Regions from separate parts of the Gossypium hirsutum genome. Here region 2 is linked to region 1. A link is a contact called in public Hi-C data. All regions are on one chromosome and are shown on one strand. Each heading gives the region's core, a stretch centred on a gene start, on an enhancer-like site or on the middle of the called end of the contact. The rest is flanking DNA. Distances are from core to core; before and after follow the strand shown. Region 1 has its middle 13 kb from the start of LOC121224684. Region 2 has its middle 5.8 kb from the start of LOC121224686.

Evidence for each region. A called contact is a pair of places that touch in the nucleus more often than the background predicts.
Region 2: a Hi-C map of leaf shows a contact between it and region 1, with 2.9 times the contacts expected there. The contact joins two enhancer-like sites. A contact is called at or near these places in 5 of 34 Hi-C or Micro-C datasets (callus, fibers and leaf).

What each region holds. Positions count from the first base shown.
Region 1 is chrD12:12,607,893-12,613,931 of Gossypium_hirsutum_v2.1, forward strand. No RefSeq gene overlaps it. Among protein-coding and RNA genes, the nearest start is that of LOC121224684, 13 kb to the left of the region's middle. Within about 2 kb of position 4,174, at least 5 of the 9 cell types and tissues checked have an H3K27ac peak or open chromatin away from gene starts, as enhancers often do. A contact at or near this core is called in leaf, where this site is marked.
Region 2 is chrD12:12,789,537-12,795,260 of Gossypium_hirsutum_v2.1, forward strand. No RefSeq gene overlaps it. Among protein-coding and RNA genes, the nearest start is that of LOC121224686, 5.8 kb to the right of the region's middle. Within about 2 kb of position 2,420, at least 3 of the 9 cell types and tissues checked have an H3K27ac peak or open chromatin away from gene starts, as enhancers often do. A contact at or near this core is called in leaf, where this site is marked.

The DNA.
Region 1 (6,039 bases), core at 2,924-5,423:
ATACTGGTTAGCTTATTTGTTTGCTTAGTTGTTTCAATTATCTTCAGATTCTTGTCACTATGTATTTTGGAATTAAAAAATATATTAAATATAAAAATATGATTTTTTAATAAAAGTTATTTTAAAAATAAAATGTGAAATTGATAGCCATATAAAATTTTAACACGAGTATTTTATGGCATAATTAAGAATTCAATTTTAATATAAATATTCAATATGACTAAACAATTTAATAATATAAATAATATAAAATGTGAAATTTAATTTAATAATATAAATAGTATATATAAATAAAATTATTACTATTTATGTTTAGTGATTTTTTTTGGATGATTTTGATTTTTTATTTGAGAGTAAAGGTTGAGAAGTAAAAGTTTAGGGGGAAAATAAAAAGTTTTGGGGAATAAAAGTTTGAGGGAAAGTAAATAGGGGGAGTAAAATTTTGGAGGGAAAATATTTAAAAAAAAAATTGGAGGGGGAGGGTTTGGGGTAGATGGGAGATGGGAAGTGGGATGGGAAAATAATAAAAGTTTTAGGGGAAAAGTGGGAGGGAGAAAAAATTTTGGGGGAAAATAAAAGGTTTTGAGGGTTTTGGGAGTAAAATTTTGAAAAAAAATGAATGGAAGAGTAAAATTTTGGTGGGAAATGGATTTTGGGTAGATTGGAGGGTTGGGAGGGGAGGGGAGTAAAAGTTTTGGGGGGAAAGTAGGAAGGAGTAAAAGTTTTGAGGGAAAAGTAAAAAAGTTTGGGAGTTTAGGGTAAAAATGTAAAATATTATAGTTTGATATTCGAATTATTCGAGTTATTCGAATTCGAAAACTCAACTCGATTCGAATTGAAAAAAAAAATTCGAGTTGATTCGAATAACTCGATTAACTCGAATAACTCGATTCGTTTAACTCAAAATTCGAATTTTTTTTCGATTTTTTTGAGTCGAATCGAGTTTTGCTCACCCCTAATAATAACTAACTAGTTTTCTTACCTAGTGTTGCACAAGTTTGATTTTATGTATCAATTAAAATATATTAAAATTATTTTATGATTTTGTATAAATTTAATATATAATTTCTCAAATTAAATTATTTTATATTTTTTACATATTTTATAATTTAATATTTTATTTAAAAAATAATGTTTTAAATTATTATTATTATTATTATATGTATATTCAATTTCTCATATTAAACATAGCTGAAAATGTGTTTATGAAATCTATTAACCTTTTATTTAAGAAATCTATCTACTAAATGTTTTAAATTTTTTATTTTTTAAAACCCAATCCTATGAATATAGTAATTATAATAAAATCTAATTAACATAAAAATCCTTATAATAAAATCTAATTAACATAAAATTCCTTATAATAAAAATCTAATAAGCATAGTTTTTAATTTTTTTTAAAATTTATTTCACAATTTAACTTTTAAAGATACTTACAATAAAAAAAATTCATTTAGAATGAATTATAATGAAATCAAATATTTATTTATTAGTCCAAAAAACTTTCTATTTAAAATTTTTTTTGAAACAAATTCAAAAATTAAAAACGATTTCAAAATCTATTAAAATATAAATTTTACTATATTTAACACAGTCAAACACAATTAATAAAGTTAACTTCGTTAAAAAGAAAACTGTAGAATATATGTTTTTTACTCCTTTTAAATTTGTACAATAAACATGCAAGTTTGTTTGTTTTTGTAACCTCCCCAATCCGGCCTAGACGTTAGACCCAAGTTTGAAAGATTACATTAGCCACTTTAGTGGCCCAGTAAGCTATCAGAGTTTTTGAAAATAATTCCTCTTTAAAACATCTTGTTTAATTTGTTTAGAAAACTTAGTTAAATACATGATTTATTATTCCTTAAGTTTTATTTATTTTCTAACAACGAAAAAGATGGCAATTACTTACGTTTTTATTAAAATCGGGTTCATCAAATAATAATAATCTAATAGCCTAATTAATATTTATGACTTAATGCATGCAACATAAAATCAAACCTAAATTGCTAAAAACCCTTCTGCACACAGCAAAATAAGTAAGGACTGAGGGGGATCACCTTGATGTAAACCTCTCGACAGAGTAAAACTTGCACTAAGACCCCCTACTGATTCTGACTGTATAAGAAATCGAAGCCACACACCTCATAATTAAAGTAACCCAGTCTCTATGAAAGCCCAATGAATCATCATCCCAGCCAAAAAATCTCACTCTACCCGGTCGTAAGCTTTGCTCATATCCAGTTTAAGAGCAAAGTTCCCTCTCTTGCCCCATTTTCTGATTTTAAGCAAATGCAAAATCTCATATGCAACTAAAACATTGTTAGAGATTTGCCTTCTAGGTATGAAAGCCCCTTGTGCCTCATTGACACAGTGTGTTAATAAGCCACTCATTCTGTTAATTAACACTTTAGCAACGATTTTATATAACACATTACAAAGGCTAATAGAACGAAATTGCATGATAGTTCATGGCTTACTAACCTTTGGGATTAAAACTATGTGTTTTGTGCCTTCCAACGTTATTTCGACCCAAAGCACAACAAGGCAATAGGACGTGATGTCCTTCCCCAAAATGTGCCAATATCATTGATAAAACAAGGTCGGGAAGCCATCAATGCTTGGTGCTTTAAGAGGAGCCATATCTTTGATCGCCATCCAAATCTCCTCTTCCAAAAAGGCTGCAATAGTTTGTCATTCATCTTATCCGAAATTTTCTTTTCCACATTATCAAAAATTCGTGAAGCATATCCTGCTTTCGAGGTTGTGAACAATCCTCGAAAATAGCCAGAGGCTAGGTTCATTATCCCATCTTCGTCAGAAACCCAACGCCCCTCATCATCCTCTCAACCTCATATAGCATTTCTCTGCCTTCTTTCATTGACCATCTTGTGGAAAAAAATAGTATTACGATCACTGTTGGAGAGCCAATTGATCCGTGCCCGTTGCTCCCAAAATATCTCCTCTTTATCAGCCTCTAGGTTCAACCCAAGTTGAACTTCCATCAGCTTAACAAGGGTATCATCATCCGGGTCTTTTGCATATAGCTCATTCAATCTGTCACCATACCCTTTCTTATGGGCCTATCGATCCTTCCGAATAGTGTGACTCTAATTGACAAGTTTTTGCCCCAAACGCTCAAGCTTCATATGCACTATCTCCGTGACCAACTCCTAATAATCCCAGATTACTTTCTCACAAGAATCTTACAAAAACCATTCGACATTAAATTTAAAATTTTTCCTCCCACGCCCTTGCCTTATTTTACATCTCCCTCTCGTATCCACCATAAGTGGACAATAGTCAGAGATAGAATGGCTCAAATCAGTAACGAAGAATTCTAAAAAACAATTCCACTATGTCGAGTTTGCAACCCCGTGATATAGCCTTTCCCGAATATTGGTTGCGACAAATCAGCCTTGTTCCCAAGTGAACCATCGCCCTATAAAGCCCAAGTCACTGAGATCACAATCAAGTAACACTGATTGGAAAGCTTCCATTTTCTTTTCTACCTAGTTACAACCGTCTTGTTTCTCAAAGGAATAAGTAATCTCATTAAAATCACCTACAACAAGCCACGGTAAACTTTAGTCCTGGCCCAACTGCCGAAGTAGCTCCTAAGTTCTTGATCTAAGATGTTCTTCGCAATGCCCATAGAAATCGGTAAAACGCCATAAAAATCCTTATTCAGCATCTTGTATTACAACATCTATGTGATGTTGTGAATAACTATGTAAAGTCACTACATCATGATGTCTCCAACGTAACGACAATCCACCCTTCGAACCCTCGGTTCCCACATCAATACCATGGTGAAAGCCACATTTCCGTCTAATACCTTCCATTCTTTGTACACTAATTTTTGTTTCCATTAGAAACAAGATTTGGGGACGAACCTTTCTCACCTTATTCCTGAGACAATGAACTGTCCGTGGCTTCCCTAACCTACGAACGTTCCAGCTAAAGGTTTTCATTGTGCTCGACTGCCTTGCCTTGTAGAGCCAGTCGATATATCTTCATTGCCAAGCAACGCACCTATATTTTTTAGAGCTAAAATAATGTATGTGCTACAAACAGTTCTTTTTCGTTTTTTCCCATCATCCATTTGAATTGGCCTATCCTCACCATCTGACCCTAACTCCATGAGCCCAACCGCATTGATCGCAACACCTCTCGGCCCAACACTAGTCATAATGTTTCCATGAAATCCCGAAAATTCCCCCCATTAGTGGTGTCGTTTATAATTGGGATTGGAATCAAAATTCCTAGAAATATCCCCTAAATTACACGGTAAGGATACTCTTTCCTTATTTGCAAGCTGGCTGATTGTTCCATCTGATTCACGTCATCATATCGTATTACTCATTTATAAATTAAATAATTTAAATTATGATATAAGTGTAATTCAAGATGTATATAAAAAGTTAATTTAATATTATGATTTTAGTCGATTGAGCCTTAACTCGATTGACATGAACAATATTGTCAATAAAAGAGGACATGGGTTCAAGTGCGCTGAAGCGTATTATCCTTCTATTTATGGGTTGGGGAAGAGCTATGAATAGTTCTAGGCATTGTGTAAAAAAAGAGCAAATATGACCAGAATCTATAATGAGATTATTCAACAATTTTTTATTATTATAATTTTAATGTATTAAAAATTATCAATTTAACTTCAAACAATTCATTTCAATATTTTATTTTCAATATTAAAAACTAGTTTTTAATGTTTTATTTTGTAATTCAAAATAAAAATTAATTAAAAATAAATTAAAGTTGAATAAAATAAAATTAAATTAAAATTTATGGATCACATTCAAATCAACTTTACCTAATAGGGGTGAGATTACTATAATAATTTTTTTAAATTTTATATTAGTTTTCTTTTTATAAGTGAAATAACTATTTATATTAGATCATCTAATTATATATTATAATATGTAATAAATTAAAGACAAATTAAAATAAATTTAGTTTCCTAAAAACAATTAAATTAATGTTATATTTAGGCTAACAAAAATTCAGCTTTCTAAAAATTTTAAAATAAAATATAATTACAAAATAGTTACTAATAATATTAGAAAAAGATTTAAATGTTAATTTTGATCTTCTTCAATCTATCCTCTTTTTGATCAAGGTATTTTCTTCAATCCATCATCATCAATTAACATCGGTTATTGTTTGCCAACTTATTTGAGATGTTTTAATTTTGTCACAACATAATTAATTAAACATCATAATTTGATTTTTGATTCCTTAAATTTTAAAAATAATTTGAATAAAATATAAATATAAACAGTATAAAATTACCTAATAATTACTAAATATTCCATCTCTCTCCAATGTGAATATTACTTAATACTCCATTCTTTTTGAAATACTTCTAACTTAGACTACAAAATAAATGAAAAGAGGACTATCTAAAAAATCATCCCTTTTATCTTAAACATGGTCTTTAGCGGCGTTTTTATATAAGCGCCGCTAAAGAACATGATCTTTAGTGGCGTTTTTTATTAAGCGCCGCTAAAGAACATGTTCTTTAACGGCGCTTTGTATAAAAACGCCGCTAAAGAATATGATCTTTAGCGACGCTTTTTTCACAAACGCCGCTAAAGAACATGTTCTTTAGCGGCGCTTTTGTACAAAAACGCCACTATTTTTGAGATTTTTTTTATATTAAATTTTTCATTTTTTCAGCCCTCCTGTAGCAACAAATCAAAAGCTACCAGATCTAAACCAGCTAAAAGCAATAAATTTATATAATATTTCAAATTAAACGAATAAAATAATATTAATATCAATAAATAAAAGTGAATTCATATTATTTTTGCAAAAATGTTAAAAGTTAAAATGATAAAAATATTTATGCAATACACTATGACGGCGGGAGTTGCGACTGAAACATCTTTATCATACTCTGAAGCTGCTGCTGGAGTTCATCGTACTTTCTGCTCTGTTCTGCTTCTCTCGATACCGCATCAGCTTTAAGTCATAGCTGGAGTTCTTCATATTTCTTTTGAACCTCTGCTTCTCTCGCTG
Region 2 (5,724 bases), core at 1,170-3,669, 180 kb after region 1:
TTTCATATTATAATAAAAACACAATGTTTGTATTCTTTTGTAGTATGTCCTATTTTATATTATTTTTTTATCAAAATTATATAATTCTATTATAATTTGTTTTTAATAAATCAAAATATTAATATAACTATGTATGAAAAACATATTAAAAGTAATTAGATTTTGTCACACCTACAATGTCAGTGAAAGAAAATATCTTATATAATTTTCTTTTAAAGTAACAAATTAAATATATTTTATTTTAAAATTTATTAAATTATAAATATTGATGGAGTGGTAATGAACTTGTATTTTCATATTATTAAACAAGTGTTTGATTCTTGAATTTGTAATTTTTAAAACTTTTATCTACATATAATATAAAAGTATGAAAAGACAAAAGTGTAATCATAATAATTTTAAATTTAATTTAAAAAAGATATATTTCTATAGTTTCGTAGTTAAACTAATCACTCGGTTAAGAGTGAAACCAACACACTAAAATACTTAAATATAAATATTAAATTAGATAAATAATAAATCTTAGTTGAATTTGTTAAGTTTGGTAGTCAAATTGTAAACCTAAAATTTTAAAACTATGCTTAATCAAATAAAAAAAAGTAAAACAAATTTCCACTAAAAAATTTTGTGGCCGAAAGGATTCATAATTTTCTTGTGAAAATAACGGACGGTTTGCTAAGTGGCTCTCTAAATAGGCTTAACTATTATAAACATAAACTTAAATTTTAATTTATATATAACTCTAACTAATAGATAATTTTTATATTTAATTCTTTTTTCAAGTTATAACTCTAATTTAAGTAAATAAAGTTTAATTATATAACCTTTAAAAACTATTTTGTATACTGCTTTTTTATTTTTTTAACTAATAAACCTAAATTATATTAGAATTATCACCATTTTTTTAATAAAAAAAACCTACCATATACAATTTTTAACTGATAAATCTAAATCTAAATTATATTATAATTATCTCAACTTTTTCTAATATAATTTCTGTAATTTATTTCTTTTTGCAACTTTTTAATTATATTAGAATTATCATAAATTTTTAATATAACTACCGTAATCTCCTTTTAAAAAAATTACCATAGTCGATTTTTTTCAACTTTTTATGTTTATTATAATTAATTTTAAATGTAAATTGAGTACTATGATAGAAAATAAAAGGTATTCCCAACGGTTTACAAATTTCTTCAAATTCTTACTTTTATATATATTATGCAACGCATGTGATTTTACATGTTTTAAATTTAATTACTTTTTAAAACATTGTATTTTTAATTACAGTAATTAACATAAAATAATATTTCCTATTTTAAATTATTGAATATAATTAAAATATATTAACTTATCAATTCACATATTATAACTAAAATTTTTCAAAAAATATTTAAAGCATTTTCAACATATTTAACATATTACTTTCTATAGCACAACATATTTAAAATATTGTATTTTTAATTACAATAATTAACATAAAATAATCCATGTTCTTTTTGGCAGACTGCTTAAGGCTACTCATAACCCCTCATCAATCCATAACTAGGAGGATAATGCGCTTCAGCGCACTTAAACCCATATCCTCCTGCATCGGCAACAATACACATGCCAATCGAACTAAGACTCAATTGATATTGTGTATTAAATTAAATAAAATTACCATAAATTTTGAGAAACCACATATTTAGATGGAATTTAGAAAAGAAATTTAGATTTTAAAAATCTGGGTATAAATGAAATTCCTTCATAGTATAAACCAATTAAATAAGACTTGAAAGTAATGGTAGGGTTTTTGTTGCGTTACCCGAAAGTCAAATTCTAGATTTGTTCTTAAAAGTCGACAGCGGAATAATAAGAAATTCAAATATTATAATAATAAAAAACACGGAAAGAGCTTTGCTTCAAATTCAAGAGTAATGTGATTATTGGTACAACTTAAGTAAAAAACAAATAAACAAAGCATATATGTAAAGCAACAATGACCCTTAGATTTGAGAGAAAGGATATAAAGCAACAAAGACGACACCATGAGGGTTTACATTACAATCAAAGATGGAATCATCAGCTAAAGCTGCAAAATAAATACAAAAGAACCCTTATCACTCTCAAAACACTTCACTGTCAGCAACAGATAAGTGTAGCAAGTAATGTCACTTTCACTTGTGTTTCCCATTTTCTTGATTTGAGAGAATCAAAACTTAACGATTCATTAAATTAATTTATTACTTTCTGGGGCACGTTTGAGAAAACTTGAAAATGGTTTTTAGGGATCATCACCAATCAAATAAAATGATTAATGAGACTCCACTCCAGCTTCTATGCTCATCTAGGTTGACATTTTTAACCCTACTCTTGTATGCGTCGGATGGAGAGGGAGGGTGGTCCTGAATCCACAATATCGGTCCTTTTTTCTCCGACCACTCATCCAAAATCGCTTCACCTGGATTTTTTATAGGCACACAAACCTTGTATCAGACAATTCACTGAATTGCCTTTTGGGGCAGGAACGGCTTCTGTCTTGTTTGTGGGGTATATAAATGGTAAATTCAATGCAAAAGAAACGGACGATAACTTGATATTAGAGCTTTTATTTTTCACATTCATTATTTAGAAATCAACCTACACAACAACAGATGCCAGATGACTCTCCCCACCTGGAGGTTTGGGTTTGGGCCAAAACGATGCACCCAGAGTCACAATTCTAGATAGGCTCTGCTTCTTCCTACGATAAATGGTTGGGCACAGATGAGGCTATATGGATTGGCATTGCCTACAATTTCCATCTCATTGGAGCATAGCATATGGTCTAATAAGTGTTCTTCGCCACCAGACCTCGAATGCCCTTGGGAGATTTGGGCAGTTGTCACCAGCCTTTACAAAGCTGCCCAACCGACCAAGCAGAATGCTCTGCTGATCATATTTCTAATCATGTTTTTATTTTAATTTTGTATTAGTTAAAAAGAAATTTACAGTCTATCGAAACCATTTTTAAGTTTGAAAAACGGGGATCAACTTTTAAAATGAAAACGGGAGTCGCCACCGATCTTTTATTGAGATGTGATCGGATCACCTTGAAAATAATTTTAGGCCTGTGAATTTTGAGAAAACAGGTTCGGGAGTCGGTTACGTACGAGAAAGGGTTAGCACCCTCGTGCCGCCCAAAATTGGTATCGAATCGATTGTTTAATGTCTTAATGTCGGAACTTTGAAAAGATTTCAAAATACGATCCTTTTATCTTGAATAAAAATGAATTGGATGATAAGGCTCATGAATTATCTCACTCAGTAAGTTAGAGCGCAATATTTCAAATCCTCAAAATCAAGTTCATCTCCTAACTTTTAAAACCTATACGTTTTGAGAAGGATATTTGATTATTTGGGTCAAATGAGAAAATCAAAACTCAGTAAGTTAGGGTTCGATTTCACAAAATTCCTAGTTATCGAATATTGCCTTTATTTTCATTTGTTAGAAAAATTCTCGTCTCGAGAAAACATGTCATATCCAATGCGTTAGGACACAACGCGTCAAATTCCCGAGAATGAGCTTTTTATTGATGTGTTTTGATTAAAGAATATTCTCGATTATTTAGATTCAATGAAGAGAATTGGAACCCAATACGTTAGGGCTCAATTTTCGAAGATTCCAAATGTCGAGTATTTGCTTTATTTTGAAAGTTTTTTTGAATAAAACGATTTTGATACTTAAACGATATTAGACGTAATCTTTTGAACGAAAAAAACGATTGAATAATAATGTACAACGCAAAATGATTGTTCGTAAACTAACACGTATACAAATGAATGTCAGACAATCAATAAACACAAGTGAGCAATACAGAACACATGAATACCATGTCATATCACATATTATACAAATATTAATGACAATATTAAAAACTGAATTGAAAGTTAATATAATGATAAAAACAATACCATACCTATAGAAGTAACAATAATTTATCGTAAGTTAATGAGAAAATGTAAAATAATATTATATGAGAGTTTTATTTGTATGAAGAACAATAAAAAACACAACAAAATATAAAGGAGAATTTTATAAATAAAATGAAATACATTAAAAATATGACAAATATAAAAAAATAATACAGTATAACTTTTAAGTAATAATACATAATAATTTTAGAATAATAATGCACAATAAGTTCAAAAATATGAATACATAATACATGATGAAAAAAAAATATAATGCATAATAGGTTTAAAATAATAATATGTAGTAAACTTAAAATAAAGTACATAACAATATTCTACGATAAATCTTATATATAATAACTTTAAAGTAATATGAAGTACAAATATAAAAAATAATATTAGATCTAAAATTACCTATATTTAAATAATAATGGGATAACGAATATTTAAAAAAAAATATATAAGACAACTTAATAAGGGTCGTATTTTAACTTAAAGCAGAATTAAAGGTAACAAATGGAAATAAATCAAAATGCGGGGGCTGAAACGAGATACGCGAATAACAGGGGGACCCAAAAGGGAAATATTCCCGTCCCTCAAAACGCGACACTTCGTTGTGGATCAAATCGAAACAAAAATGAAATAAAAGATTAAAATCAAAAAGGAAATAAAATAAAAAAAAGTATCGAATTGAAATACTGTTACAAGGTGGAGGGGTCATGGTTGCAAATAACCCTCCCCTTACCAAAACGCGCGGATCTAGCCGCGATTGGATCGGGTCATCGGGTATGGTCGCTAAACGGCGTCATTTGGGCGCTAGGAACCCTAGCTCAAAACGGCATCGTATTATGTCATTATTTAAACTAAAATTTCCTTAAAAAATCATTTGCAGCTTATGGTTTTTTTTTAAAAAAAATAGAATAATATAAAATGTTTAATTTCATAGTGAATTCGTCAAATTAAAAGTAAACTACACTTTTACAGTGCACGGATTCATTTTTGTTTGATTTTAAAAATAAATTTGATAAATTCATAATTTTTTAATATATATAATATATTAATACATAATATAAACTTAGAAATTAAAAATAATAATAGATAAAAGAAATAGTAAACATACAGAATCATTACTTGAGCGGGGCAAGTTAAAATGGAAAGTTTTTCATTTAAGCTTCTTTATAATTTATAAAATTTTAAATTAGTAATTATAAAATTACCCTTTGACCTTTAAAAAATGATAAAAGGTTGATTTAATCTTTTTAAAATTATAAAAATTTAGGCTATTAAAATGATGAAATTATACTTTTACTATCACAAAAATATATAATTTAATTCCAGCCCCCTAAAAAAATTAGTTGAAAAACATATTTATAAACAGACTTATTAACATTTTAGTTACAATGCAGTTATATGAATTTATTAAATATACTGGTAAAAAGGAGAGAGGCTAAGCCTTATTACAATATATGGAACTCCTATTGTACTACCAAGTAAATTTGATTGGTTAAGCACATGATAAATCTTCACTTCCCAAGCCTTGCCGCAAAGCTCACGAATGCTTTGTAAATAGTTCTCAATTTCATTATATTTATGCTTATGAACATTTTAAACCTACTTAAAACCATATTTAATCATGTAACTCCAAGTACATGAAACAACTGATGCACTCCTTGAATTCTAAGCAACACAAACTTCAATTCTCCACTTTTACAGGAAATGGAAATGAACGGAGTTGATACAATCTTTAAAATCATGGCAAATATATATAAATCGCAATTCACAACTATC